Regions from separate parts of the Capra hircus genome. Here region 2 is linked to region 1. A link is a contact called in public Hi-C data. All regions are on one chromosome and are shown on one strand. Each heading gives the region's core, a stretch centred on a gene start, on an enhancer-like site or on the middle of the called end of the contact. The rest is flanking DNA. Distances are from core to core; before and after follow the strand shown.

The links. Hi-C and Micro-C count contacts between places; a contact is called where the count stands out from the background.
Region 2: a contact with region 1 is called in a Hi-C map of blood, with 2.3 times the contacts expected there. The contact joins the promoter of PRODH2 here to the promoter of UPK1A in region 1. A contact is called at or near these places in 3 of 5 Hi-C or Micro-C datasets (blood and liver).

What each region holds. Positions count from the first base shown.
Region 1 is chr18:47,235,079-47,242,418 of ARS1.2, forward strand. UPK1A (uroplakin-1a) reads left to right here and starts at 5,951. Exons shown (of 7, transcript XM_018063380.1): 1 at 5,951-6,038. The coding sequence starts at 5,955.
Region 2 is chr18:47,368,341-47,375,374 of ARS1.2, forward strand. It overlaps PRODH2 (probable proline dehydrogenase 2), which reads right to left and starts at 2,011. Exons shown (of 10, transcript XM_018063368.1): 1 at 1,747-2,011; 2 at 1,472-1,668; 3 at 1,241-1,379; 4 at 1,073-1,159. The coding sequence starts at 1,920.

The sequences.
Region 1 (7,340 bases), core at 4,701-7,200:
TCTTTATCACCTTGGCACCCAAACTTCAGGTTTCAGAATGTTGCTACGTCTGTGTACCTCTGTTCTGCCATCGATGGCATTTTCCTACATCCTCTTCGATAAGTTCATTTGGAAAGGAAATTTTAACCTATGACATATTCTTGCAAAAGAATGGATGAAACAGAGCCACATAGTTCAGTTCAGTCGCTCAGTCATGTCCGACTCTTTGCGACCCCATGAATCACAGCACTCCAGGCCTCCCTGTCCATCACCAACATATTAGGTGATGTATAAATCTCAAAAGCGTAATGCTGAGGCGCAAAAAAAATCAATTGCCTGGAGCACAAGACACAATTTATGTAAAGTTTATATACAGACATAGAGAACAAATGCCGGACGCCAAAGCGGGGAAGGGGATTGGGGTAAGCTGGCAGATTGGGACTGATTTATGTGCACTTACATACACTACTTGGAGAAGGAAATGGCAACCCATTCCAGTACTGTCTGGAAAATACCATGCATGAAGGAGCCTGGTAGGCAATATAGTCCATGGGGTCACAAAGAGTTGGACACGACTGAGCAACTTCACTCACTCATATACACTACTGTGTATAAAACAACTAATGGAAACCACTGTATAGCTCAGAGAACTCTACTCAGAGATCTGTGGTGACCTAAATGGGAAGGAAATCCAAAAGGGAGGGGATATATGTATACATATAGCGGATTCACTTTGCTCCGCAGCAGAAACTAACACATTGTTAAGTAACTATACTCCAGCAAAAATAAAGCTATTCTATCGTTGATGAATACATGCACATATTTGAAAAATATGAAAGCATGCATAGGAGTAGAAACCCCAAACACTAAAAAACATTTGAAAAGATGCTCAAAATCCTCAGTCATAAAATGGAGTGAGAATGGAGATAACAGCATGTATCACTTTATACCAAATTGCTCTTGTCCAAAACTAGAAAGGTGAGTAATGTCAAGCGTGGATGGTGAGGGAAGGATACAAGAGCCCTCATGAACCCTTGGTTGGAGTGTTAGAGGGGACAGCCATTGTGGAAAGCAAACTGCCACATACATACCCAGGACCCAGAAATTCTGCTCCCTAAGAAAGAGACACAAGCATCTATCTGTCTACAGAGCCACACACGAGAGTGCTCTTTGCGGCATTATTTACAGTGGGAATGGCGGAGGCGGCAGAGTTGGAAGGAGCCTGACTGTCCTCTCTGGGGAGGAGACAGTAAACTGTGAGGGATGCACCAGAGGTGTCCCAAGCAACCATCAGAAGCCACGGACTCAATGAGCCCAGGGTAACAATGATGGCCCTTAATAAAACTAGTGCTCAGCAAGAAACATAAGTCTAGGAGAAGCTATTAACACGATCATGGGGAGATAAATTAGAACAGACATGCGCTGGACACAATGGTACTCATTTTACAAGAATTCACTCAGCAACAACAAAAAATACTATATGAACATATTAGAATGTTTGTCAGTAGCTGGTGGGGCACCAAAGAGACTGGGGTATGGAGACTGAGGGAATACATAAAATTCTTTTGAATTTTTGTTATTGGTCAGTTACATGTGTGATCCGTTCATGTAGCCTGTTCTTGTTTCAGCTGAAGTGGTAGTGGTGGTTTAGTCAGTAAGTCATGTCCAACTCTTTGTGAACCCATGGGCTGTAGCCCACCAGGCTCCTCTGTCCATGGGATTCTCCAGGCAAGAATACTGGCGTGGGTTGACCTTTCCTCCTCCAAGGGGTCTTCCTGACCCAGGGATGGAACCCCCATCTCCTGCAGAGCAGGCGGATTCTTTACCATCTGAGCCACTGGTGAAAGCCAGAATACATTAAATTTAAATCAAGAGATTTAAATATTGTGGGGGATAATGAACTATAAACTGAGGGTGTGGGATTAACGCAATCCATGACACCTGCGATCTCAAAAGGAAGACAAGGGAAGCGATGTAGAGGAGGAGGAGTCCCAAATTTAGTAGTGAAGTTGTCTCTGGGCAGGAGGTGACTTCAAATGCCATCTGCGATGTGTGCACCTTAGAAAACCATCTGCAGTGAATACAGGAAAATAGACTTGACAAAGCTGGGAGGTGAGGATGTTGGTGTCAGTTACGTGATCTCTCCGTTTCCTTCTACACTGAAATATTTTGTAAGTAATTTGAGAAAACTTTCCTTTCACCACTGACCAGGGGAAACAAAACACACCAGAAAGGCTGGTGAGAAGTGGCTCCTTTTCATATAACTTTTATGTCATTTCATGCCATTTCATTTTCTGTTCATGGAGCACCTAAAATTATCTTGTGTGCCTTCTTTGGAAAACACCACTTTCTACATGTCAAATATGTTGCTTTTGAAAGAATCTACCCTCTTTTATTTATTTATTTTTGTCTGTGTTGAGTCTTCATTGCTGTGAGTGGGCTTTCTCTAGTTGTGGCAAGTAGGGGCTACTCTTCACTATGGTGAGGGGCTTCTCATTGTGGTGGCTCCTCTTGCTGCAGAGCTCAGGATCTAGGCACACAGGCTTCAGTAGTTGTGTCTTGCGGGCTCTAGAGCACAGGCTCTAATAGGCTCTAGAGCATTAGCTTAGTTGCCTAAAGGCATGTGGAATCTTCCCAGAACAGGGATTGAACCTGTGTCCCCTGCATTGGCAGGCAGATTCTTAACCACTGGACCACTAGGGAATTCTTGATCTACCCTCTTTTGAAGGCATTGGAATAAAAAAAAATAAAAATAAAAATAAAAAAACAGAAAAGTGCACTTATCGTGAGGGTACTGCTTGATGAATTTTCAGTCTGAACACACTTGCGTAACTGGTGTCCAGATTCAGAAAGAGAAGTCCCTTTCCTGTCCCCTACAGTCACATCCCAAGGGTAACCACTCCCTGACTTTTATCACTCTATTGCTTTTGCCTGTTCTAGAACTTCCTGTCTAGAATCATATAGTGGTAGTCTTTCAAGTGTGGCTTTTTTCATTTAGAGTAATGTTTTTGAGATGTATCCCTGTGGTGGCATGTATCCAAAATTCATTCCCTCTTGCTGTTGAATAGTATCTGGTGTATGCATGTACCATCATGGACTTATCTAACCTCCTGTTAAGGGGCATTTGGGTGGTTTCCAATGTGGAATACATTCACAGCATCCAGTAGATGGAAGTGGGGGAATTCCCATGGACAAAAGGCTGGATCACATGTAGGTATATGTCATCTTAAGAAGATCTTGGCATTGTGGTTTTTATCATCAGCACTCTGAACATCTGAGTAATTAGCACTTCAAATCTTCTTGCTTTGAAGACTAGCTTATATAATAATAAGAAAGAATAGTGAAAATTCAACTTTGACATCAAAATACACTGGGTTCTTGTTTCAGAAGAAAATAGATCCCTTTTATGACAGGTAACATATTAACGCCCCCACTGACAACAACTTTTTGTTTTTATTAGACTTTTTATATAACATCCAATTACTTATAGTTATGAACTATTTCATATTATCAGCATGGCCCTATTATTTTGCAAGTTATTTTAGCTAAAACTTATAAATTGTATTTGACAGGTGTTGGAGAAGACTCTTGAGAATCCCTTGGACTGCAAGGAGATCCAACCAGTCCATTCTAAAGGACATCAGCCCTGGGTGTTCTTTGGAAGGAATGATGCTAAAGCTGAAGCTCCAGTACTTTGGCCTCCTCATGCGAAGAGGTGACTCATTGGAAAAGACTCTGATGCTGGGAGGGATTAGGGGCAGGAGGAGAAGGGGCCGACAGAGAATGAGATGGCTGGATGGCATCGCCGACTCGCTGGACGTGAGTTTGAGTGAACTCCGGAAGTTGGTGATGGACAGGAAGGCCTGGCGTGCTGCGATTCATGGGGTCGCAGAGTCGGACACGACTGAGCAACTGAACTGAACTGAACTGATACATTATTATTTTAACGTTCTCCTTAGTCCTTAATAGAGATGTAAGTCATCAGTGAAAACTATTTTAAATGTGAAGTGGATTGACTAAAAATCACATTATCCGTTTTAGCTGGAAAACATCTCTTGAGTCTTATTACTAAGCTAGTATCTTTTTTTTTTTTTCCGCCCGCCGCGCTTGTGAGGTCTTAGTTCTACGTGCACGCGCGCTAAGTCCCTTCAGTCCTTTCTGACTTTGCGACCCCATGGGCTGTAGGCCGCCAGGTTCCTCTGTCCATGGCATGCATTTTCTAGGCAAGAATACTGGAATAGGTTGCCATGACCTCCTGCGGAGGGTTTTCCTGACGCAGGAATCGAACCAGCGGTTCTTACATCTCCTGCACTGGCAGGCGGATTCTTTACCACTAGCGCCACCCCGAGATGCAAGCTGAACCCCCTGCATTGAAGGCCGTGGATTCTTTACCACCAGGACAGTTCCACCAAGCCAATATCTTGATGATGGGATTTTAAGTCGCGTTTGTTTGCCCATTTTTCACACACCGGGGAAACCAAAACCCAGAGAGAAAATCCAGCAAACGCTCCAGCTCTCGGGATTGAGAAGTTCTGGAGGACCGAGTCCAGGCCACCACTTTCGCCTGCGGAATGGGCCTGTGTGCCACTGGGGGGCGCCATCGGGCGGCAGAGACCGCGGGCTTCTCTGGAACGCGGCTGGTGAGGCACCTTCGCCCGCTGCACACTGGCGGGAAGACTTCCTTTGCAGACATCCCAGCCCTCAGTTCCCACCGCCTCCCAGGAAAGCGATATGATGGTACCCATTCTGCAGATGAGCAAATGCACACGCCAGGTCGCGCGGCACGGAGTAGGCGGAACTGGGATCAGAACCTAGGTCTTTCATTCCGCAGACTGAAGACAATTCCAAACATGGCTCCTCCTCGCTGTGACCTTGCTTTGTCAGCGAGAGTGTGTGGTGATGGGGCGCGGGGCCGGGGGAGGGGGGGATCCAACGAAGTCCATTCAGTATGCCTTCCCTTTTTCTTGCACACTCCTCTCCCCGCCTGCTCGTTGAACACTCATCTCAAAATCCCGTCACACACAATCTTCCAAACTCTCCCTCGGCCCCAGAGGGGAGCATCCCTCCCACTTGCCTCATCTCCTCCCTCCTCCCGGCCTCGTCCAGCAGCCCTAGCGGGCCGGGGTCACTGCCCTGGAGAGGTGGAGCCCCTAGCCGCGGAGGCAGTTCTGGGATTCCGAACTCGCGTGTGGATTTCATTTGAATCTCTCCCCCTTCCAGGGAGGCTCTAGTCCTGCGGAGAGAAGTCAGGTGGTATACTCGCCCTCCCCACCCTGTCCCCATCCCCACCCCCACAACGGACTGAGAAGCAGAGGCCGCCGCATGTCACCCTGCCCATGTGGCCAGCATAATCTGGAATTTCAGGTCTATAAATCACTGGCAGGGGGCGGGGTGGGGGAAGGGGTTCATAAAGCTGTTCTCCCATACTTGTCTGCGCGCTTGACCTCTATCCCCTCCTCCAGACACCCTCCCCCCTCCAGGAAACTGGCCTAAGGAGGGGCCTGGGCGTATATAGGGAGCCACTGTGGGAGGGGCTGGCCAGAGAGGCTACAGGCAGAGAAGGTGAGGAGGGGGCCCTGCGGGTCTGGATGCGGAGGCCAGCCCTGAGCTCTGCCCAGTGACTGCCCCATCCCAGCCTTGGTTTCTTTTTTTTTTTTTTGCGAGGGTGGGGATGGCACGCTCCACGGCTTGCAGAATCTTAGATCCCCAACCAGGGATTGAACCCACATCCCCTGTAGTGGGGGCGCAGAGTCCTAACCACTGGGCTGCCAAGGAAGTCCCTCCTCTTCTGTAAAATGGCCCACTGCCAGGGTTATGGGCACACTGGATACCAGCCTGGGCCCGGCAGAGAGGTGGGAGCAGAACCTGGCAGCTGGGATGTGGAATGGGGGCAGTGGGTCCTGCCCAGCAAGGCCCACCCTCCTCTCCTAGCCTCTCCCCAGCCTCATCCCTGCTCATGTGTCCCAGGCAGGACTATGGCTTCTGTGGCAGCAGCAACGACAGAGAAGGGGTCTCCAGTTGTGGTGGGTCTGCTGGTCGTGGGCAACATCATTATTCTGGTAAGACATCCACTGGGAGCCCAGTGGGCAGGTGAGGAGGAGGGAGTCGTCCTGAACCTGGGCGCGGTGCGGCTGAGAGCCCAGGACCCACTTAATGGCCCGTGTCTCCTGGCTTCTCAAGTCAGAAGGGTCCTGATTTGGATCCCAGCTCTGCCTCTCCCCAGCTGTGTGAACTTGAGCAAACAACTTGAGTTCTCTGTGCCTGCTTCCCCATCTATAGATTATGTCTTCACTGTGGGCACTGTTGAGTCGATTAATCCTCAGAGTAATGGTCCTCAGATCAGAAAAAGTGCTTGACAAGTGCCAGCTGTCATCATCAACATGATTTTGGACATAATGTGCCTGCTGGGTGCGCAGGAGGCCCATAGCAATGAGTAACAGCAATGTCTTGTAGTTATCTGATACCTGCACGTGGAGCCAGACAGCCTGGGTTCAACCTCAGCTTTATCACCTGCTACTCTGGGATCTGGGGCCAGTGATGTAATCTCTCCAGGCCTTAGCGTTCTCATCTGTAAGATGGAGATAAAATAGGAATGCTGAGAGGATCAGATGAGTTACCGGATCTGTGCTTAGGCCAGAGCCTGGCACACATGTTGCTACTGGTACGGGCCATCACAACAGTAGTATAGGACAGCTGGTAACAATGGTGATTATCACATGGGAAGCAGTTCTGGGGATCAGTGCACACAGTAAATACTCTGTGAACCTTGGTCTGACTGTTGGCAAAGGTACCACCGAGCAGTCTTCCTCTTGCCTGTTTCCCCATCCCAAGAGGTAACCAGATTTTTATTTTCTCCAATATTCCTTGAAGCAGATACAAGCAGACAGAAACTCTGTACCTGTTTTCTCCCTTTTCTTGCTCATTCTGCATCCTGCCCTGTGCCTCCCCCATCCTCCTGCTCCCATTGTGTGTAGGCCCCTCCACCCCAGGCCTCAGCCGGCCTCCCCACCCCTGCCCACAACTGCAGAGCCCCCCGTTGTGTGGCACCCTGGCTCCTTAATTCCCTGCAGTGCTGCAGGGAATAACCTGGTGGGTGTGCGGCTTTCCTGCATGGGCAGGTGTGTCCGGAGGATCGATTCCCGTGAGTGGAACGGCTGGACTGAAGGGTCAATGCCTTTGTCATTTGTTCTGGCCACAGCCAGGCTCCTCTCCTCGGGGAACAGCAACTCTCTCCAGGAGACCCAGCATCTCCATGAGCTCCAGGCTTTGCATGTAGTGTCTCCTCATATCCTTGAAGTCTTCAGCAGCTGGGGTGGAGGTGGGGTTCAGGGGTCTGGCTGGGTCCTCCCTTCCCTCTCAGT
Region 2 (7,034 bases), core at 761-3,260, 130 kb after region 1:
CCTTCACTATCTCCAGGAGTTTCCTCAAACTCATGTTCACTGAGTTGATGCTGTCTAACCACCTCATCCTCTGCCACCTCCTTCTCCTCCTGCTCTCAATCTTTCCCAGTATCAGAGTCTTTTTCAACATAATGATGAATGTTACTTGTAGATATTTAAAACTATACCCAACCCCCAGATTGATGGAGAAGGGCTCAAAGGGACTTTCTGCAGGGATGGAAATGTTCTGTACATTGATAGGGATTATAGTAGCTCCAATGTGTATTTGTCAAAACTCATCAAAAGGTACATTTACAATGTATGCATCTCACTGTATATAAATTTTACCTGAAAAGAAATGACTGCTGAGCTCTAGTTGGTGATATGCGTTCTGAAGCATTTGGGGGAGAAGCGTGCTGATATCTACAAATTACTTTGAAATGCATCAGAAAATAAGATGGGTGGGTGGATGGATAGAGGAATGGATATGATTTTAAAGCAACAGTAGTTAAATGTTAACAATGGCAGGTGTTCACCATAAAATACTTATGATTTTTCTGTATGTTTGAAAATTTTCATAATAAAATGTTGGAAAAATATGCCCCCAAATACCATATATTTGGCAAAACCACATCATGGTAACAAAGAGACGTATATTATACAAGGTGAAGTGATTGCTGATGGTGGGGAAGGTAGAAATAAGATGCGGAAATAAAGAGTAAATGAGAGCACGAATGAGTGAATGAATGAACCACAACCCCGCCGGTCTAATCATAGCTCCTAGCTAGTTAGCACACACTAGCATAGCCGAGTTGATTGAAAAAATATTGGTTACTTTTTTATTGGTAAAGAGCTACTGTCTTAATTGATCCTACAAGAGCTCCCAGCTCCCAGGCCCCTAGCCTAGAATCCCCAGGTGACCCGTATTCCGGTTACTCTCCAGCCATGCCCCAGGGCAGTAACCCCATTTATTCTGTTAGTTCTAAGCCTGGGAAGTAGAGATAGTTAAATATTTAGAACATTGCGCTGGCAGGTGTCTGCCGCCTCTGCACTCCCCACCAACCATTCCTCTCCCCCAGCCTGTGGTCCTTACCTGTCCAGAGTCCATGGCTTCTGCCAGCCTCTCAGGGCTCAGCTCCAAAGAATCCCCTGGCCTTCGGACCCACGAGGTGAGCTGCTTCTGGAATGGGATGATGGATGGGGCGGTGAGGGGGACCCGGTGGGCAGCCGCCCCTGCCCTCCCACCCGGCCCGTCCCTTACACAGAGCCGAGTGCTCATCAGCGCCGTCATCTTCAGCTGCATCAGGGCGGTTCCCGTCGGGTCAGGGGTCTCCAGGAGGCCTCGTGACAGGTCCACGCATCGCAGCATCGCGCTGAGGTTCCCTTCATACCAGGCCTCGCTGCCCAGCCGGCAGGCATCAGGGCTGGGAGCCCACTAGCCCCCTTCCCACCAGCTTCCCAGCCTCCCTGGGTCCGGGCCCCCCTAACTCACCCCGTCTTGACAGCCGAGTCTGGCTCCTCCTCAGTGGGCACTGCCAGCAGAGGCCGCAGTCCTAGGTTCTGGAGCTGTAGGACACAGCCCCTCACCTCCTCGGCAGTCTCACCAGCCACAAACTGCCCGTAGATGGATGCTCGGAGAAGCGCACCCGAGAGCCGGGAGCCCAGGAGTCGCTGAGACCAGGCTTGGAGCTGGGGTGACAGGGAGCAGGGGCTCAGAACCAGGTCCCGGGAACTTCCTAGGCTAGTTCCCCGGGGATCGCTGCTCACCGCCAGGCCGTGGGTGACCAGAGGCGGCCAGGCACACAGCCGTAGCACCAGCAAAGCCCGGGTCAGTTCTCCCGTGCCCTTGAGGTGGAAGGCCCCACCATCAAAGCTGAGGGGCTGCCAGCCCCCCGGGGAGGGGCCAGCTCGGGAGCAGAGCACACGACAAATCCGGAGCATCAGGAACCCTTCACCACTTCCACACTGGATCAGGGGGCTTTGGAGGCAGCTGGTCTACCCAATGCCCCTTGCCCGGCCAGCGACAGTGACTGATTAACCAGACAGTAGCCAGGGAAAGGCAAATCTTTAGGATCACAGACTCCTTGAGGGGCAGTTAATTATTAACTTATAGGGACATAGTTCAGAATAATGGGGACAGGAAAGGAAAGCCCCCCTCAAAACCTCAATAACCCTCAGCGTAACAGCTCACAATTATTAGGCACCCATCATATGCCAGTGGGTATTAAGTCAGCTCTGGGAGCCAGGCAGTGTGGCTTTGTGATCTTGAGAAAGTTATTAAACATCTCTTGTTGCAACTGCTTCATCTTAAAGTGGGAGAGAGTGTAGTTTGCAAATACACATAATCTTTAATCTATCTGTTCTATATTAAGTATATATCCTAGAGAACCTGAACATGGACCTCCGGAAACATGTACAGGAAGAAATGTTCACAACAGTATTTTTTTCAGTAGCCCGAAATGGAAGCTACCCAAATGTCCATCAGCTCGAGAATGGAGAAACGCACTGTGGTAGATTCATATGACAGACTACTATACAGCAGTGAAAAAAGGATAAACTACTGATGCGTACAGCCACACGGATGAGCCTCACAATGTTGTGTGAGAGGACCCAGACTCCAAACAGGACATGCTGTCTTATTCTAGTCAATAAACTTGAAAGCAGGGATAATGAAATGGCAACATAGTGTGTGGGGGGATGGGTGCGTACATGGGTGGTAAAACTATAAAGAAAAGACAAGCAAGGAAATCATTATCACAAACATCAGAAAGGGATCAGGGGAGCTGTAACCGGGTGGGGTCTCATGGGGACTTCTGTGCCCTTTTTTCATAACCTGATAATGATTCACAGTTGTTCATATTATAAGGGTTTTAAAATATATTCTTATTTTCCCTCCCACCCACTCTCAAGATTAAAGTGGGGAAGTTTGCTTAGTATTTATCTGGCTGTGTCGGGTCTTAGTTGCAGCCCTTGGGACCTTTAGCTGTGGCATGTGGGATCCAGTTCCCTGACCGAGGATGGAACCCAGGCCTCCTGCATTGGGAGGGCGAAGTCTTAGCCACTGGACCACCAGCAAAGTCCTTAAACTTTTTTTTAGTTACATGTACAGTTTTTAAAATTATTTTAAAATTGAAATAGCACAAAAGGAAATGAAGTGAAACAGTCTTTCTCCAACTTCTCAATTTCAGTCCCTCAATTTCATGCCTCCAAGGCAATGAGGCATCCTTGGAGAGGATAGTTTGTGCATAAAAATGCACCTATATAACTCCTTTTTATATATAAATGAGAAAATATTATTTGTCCCTTTGCACATTGACTTTTTTTTTACTTAATGTATTTTGAAGGATTATGCTCATCTCAGCACATAAAACTATATGTCAAATTTGAAAGCTTCTATGTTATTTCTTCCTTTAATCTTTCGTAGATTTCACCAGTGAAGCCATCTGGTCCTGGAGCTTTCTTTGTGGGAAGGATTTTAATAATAAGTTCAATTTCTTTAATAAACATAGGGCTATTCATATTTTCTGTTGCATCTTGGGTTAGCTCTTATATGTATATCTATGTATTTTTCAAGGAATTGGCATTTCATCTAACTTGTCAAAGCCCTTGGCACAGAGTTGTCATAATATTCTCTTTATACCCTTTTAAGGGTAACAGGATTCTTTCATGTTGTTTATTTTATTTATTTTTGGCTGTGCTGGGTCTTTGGTGCTGCCTAGGCTTTTCTCTAGTCAGCGAGCAGGGGCTGCTCTTCCTTCCATGGGCTTCTCTCATTGCAGAGCACGGGCTCTAGGGCGTGTGGGCTTCCGTAGTTGTGGCTCACAAGTCCCGGAGCACAGGCTCAGTAGCTGTGGTGCACGGGTTTAGCAGCTCCACGGCAAGTGGGATCTTACTGGACCAGGGACCGAACTCGTGTGCCCTGCATAGGCAGGGGGATTTTTAACCACTGGATCACAGGGAAGTCCCTAGAGAAGATATTGTTTTTTATTTCTCAGCTGGCAGGTCTTACTTCCCCCCCCCCCCCGCCCCCCGACCCCCTTGCTTATTCTTAAGGAGATAGGACCAAACAGCAGATCAGCTGCTTTCATTTGTGGATCACAAAGGTTAATGGTGATAGAAGGAGATTATTGAACAGAGAAATAATTTGCTCCTTTCTCAAATTAGGCATAGGTGAGCCACACTTAAGTTTAACTAGTGATGTGTGCGGTTGTCTTCTATTTCCTATTTTGGAAATAGGAGGAATTTCCTGTTGGCAGGAGAAATAAAACCCACTTTCTGACTTCTGACATTGTGTTAACCAATCAGGAGAATTTAGTTCTCCCAGGGTAGAGATGTGGGGGGTGCACTGGGGTATGGTGATGAGATTATCCCTCTGATGTTGATATTTACGTATGTGAAAAGTACAGACTGTCCCAAGATGGGGCAATCCAGAACTAAGGGTGAATTCTTTAGGGTTATTGAGCAAGAGGGATGAGAAATGGGAAGTCTCATCTGTAGTTAACCTTGAGGTCTGTCCTAAGACAGAAGCTTCCAGTAGCCTTGGAAGAGCTTAAGTGAAGCTCCCAGATTGTCCTTCTGTGGGTGACTTCGGGGTGAGAGTGAAAGAAGCTTTAATATTAGCTCAGAGGCGGGGCAAGAGTTCTAAGTGGGAGGCCAGTCCTCAGAGTCCTCTCATTGGCTCTGACTGGGCCACCTGGTGAACCCTAAGCCAATCACTGGGCTTGGAAAATTAGACACTCTGGTTGGCCAGTTCTGAGAGCTATGCCTAGTAGTGGAGCTCCAGGTAGTGTCGGGGCTTGGTACAAAATATATCCGAAGTAGGGGACCTGGGCACTGACTGATGCTTCCCAAAAGAAGACTGCATATCACCAGGAAAAGGGTGAATAAACCCTGGATGACAGAACAACTGAGCTCGTGAGTGATTCTGATGGTTCAGGGAGAGAATACTTAGAAGAGACTGGCATGTAGAAACAACTCATAAATGCTGTTCATCTGTTGTTGTTTCAACTGTTCAGTGGCTTCCTATCACCCAGAGGATAAACTACAATCCTTCATAATATATCTTTGCCCATCTCACCAACCTCAACTCCTACCACTCCCTGTTATTCTCCAGCCTCAATTTTAGGAAAATCCCTTCCCACACTGTGTTCCTGCGGTCCTCTACATCTCAATGCCCTACACAGCTACTTCGCCTTTAATATTGGGCCGCAGTGACCACAACATGCAGAGGACATTCTCTTCCACGACACACACACTGAGCTCCAGATCCCAATACACAACCAATCTGGTATATTGATTCTTCTCAAACGGGCCGGTACTGCCCCCTGGTGGGAGTTTCGGGAAATTGCCTGAACGTTCCTGGTTGCCGCATTATGGAGGGTGCTGCGGTAGGCTGAGCGCGGAATTAATGCTTTCAGAATTAATGCTTTCAAATTGTGGTGTTGGAGAAGACTCTTGAGAGTACCTTGGACAGCAAGGAGATCAGTCCGTCCTAAAGGAAATCAACCCTGAATATTCATTGGAAGGACTGATGCTGAAGCTGAAGCTGCAATAATTTGGCCACCTGATGTGAAGAACTAACTCATTGGGAAAGACCCTAATGCTAAGAAAGATTGAGGGCAGGAGGAGAAGGGAGCTACAGAGGATGAGATAGTTGGATGGCATCATTGACTCAGTGGACATGAGTTTGAGCAAGTTCCAGGAGGTGATGAAGGACAGGGAAGCCTGGCATGCTGCAGTTCATGGGGTTGCAAGGAGTCAGACGCGACTTATCCACTGAACAACAACAGACATTGAGAAGCCAGGGTCAAGGCAGGCTGAACACTGCGTCTGCATCCTCAACAACTTGAAAATATCTTTAAAAGCATTCATATGGGTACAAAGAAAAGTTTATAATTATCTAAAATTAATATAACACAAATACACATGTATGCATATTTGGGGGGGTGGTTTAAAGTATACTTTTTCTGAAATGAAACAGTATCATAAATAGAATGACAAATATAATTTAGTATTTCTTCAGAATGGTAGCAAGGGTTGTTCACCACATCAGAAAAATCATACCATCTATGAGATATACTGTAAAAAATTTAATGTTGTATAATACAGAGAAAGAAATATGCATATAATCACAAGTATTCAGTGTGATAAATTTCAGAAAGTGACAACACCTGTGTAACTAGCACCCAGGTCAAGGAACATTATCAGTCCCCTAGAAACCCTTCTTGGGTCCCTTTCAAGTCACTGTTTCCCTCTCCCCAAAGGAAACCACCTTTGCCATAAATCAGTTTTCACTTTTTAACTTTAAAGAGTTGAAATCATACAGTATATTCTCTTTTGAGTCTTTTGGATTCAGTATTGTGTTTGTGAGATTCAACCATGTTGTTGGTCAGTAGTTCATTTATCTTCATTGTCATAGTATCTGTTGGATGAATATACAATTTAAATGGGCTTCCCTGGTGGCTCAACAGTAAAGAATCTGCCTGCCAAAGAGGGAGACATGGGTTTGATCCCTGGGTCAGGAAGATCGCCTGGAAAAGGAGACGGCAACCCACTCCAGTATTTTTGCCTGGAGAATCCCATGGACAGAGGAGCATGATAAGCTACAGTCCATGGGGTCACAGTCAGACATGACTTGGCGACTGAGCATGCACGCATGTGTATGTGTGTGTTCAAAATTAGTAGATACAGCCAGTTTGGTAAAATGGTTGTACTGATTTACAGTCCCATAAGCACATGCTTTTTCCTGACCATTTTTGTTTAGTTTTGTTTTTCTTTTTTCTTCCTGTCCTCAGGCACACGGAATGAATTAACCACTATCCTTGGTTCATGATGCAATCTGATCCGTGCAGGTTCCCTTCTCTGATAGTGAGAAATCAGCTGTCATTAATATATTGATTTTCTTTTATGAATTCCTCTGTATTTAACTGATTTCCCACTGTTACTGCCTCCCTTGTCCCAGGTACTAGCCCTTTGCATTACCCCAGGGCTCTAAGAGCCTGCACTAGGCAGCCCTCTCATTGTGCTTGGGTTCTGACACCTTACCTCGGGGAGGG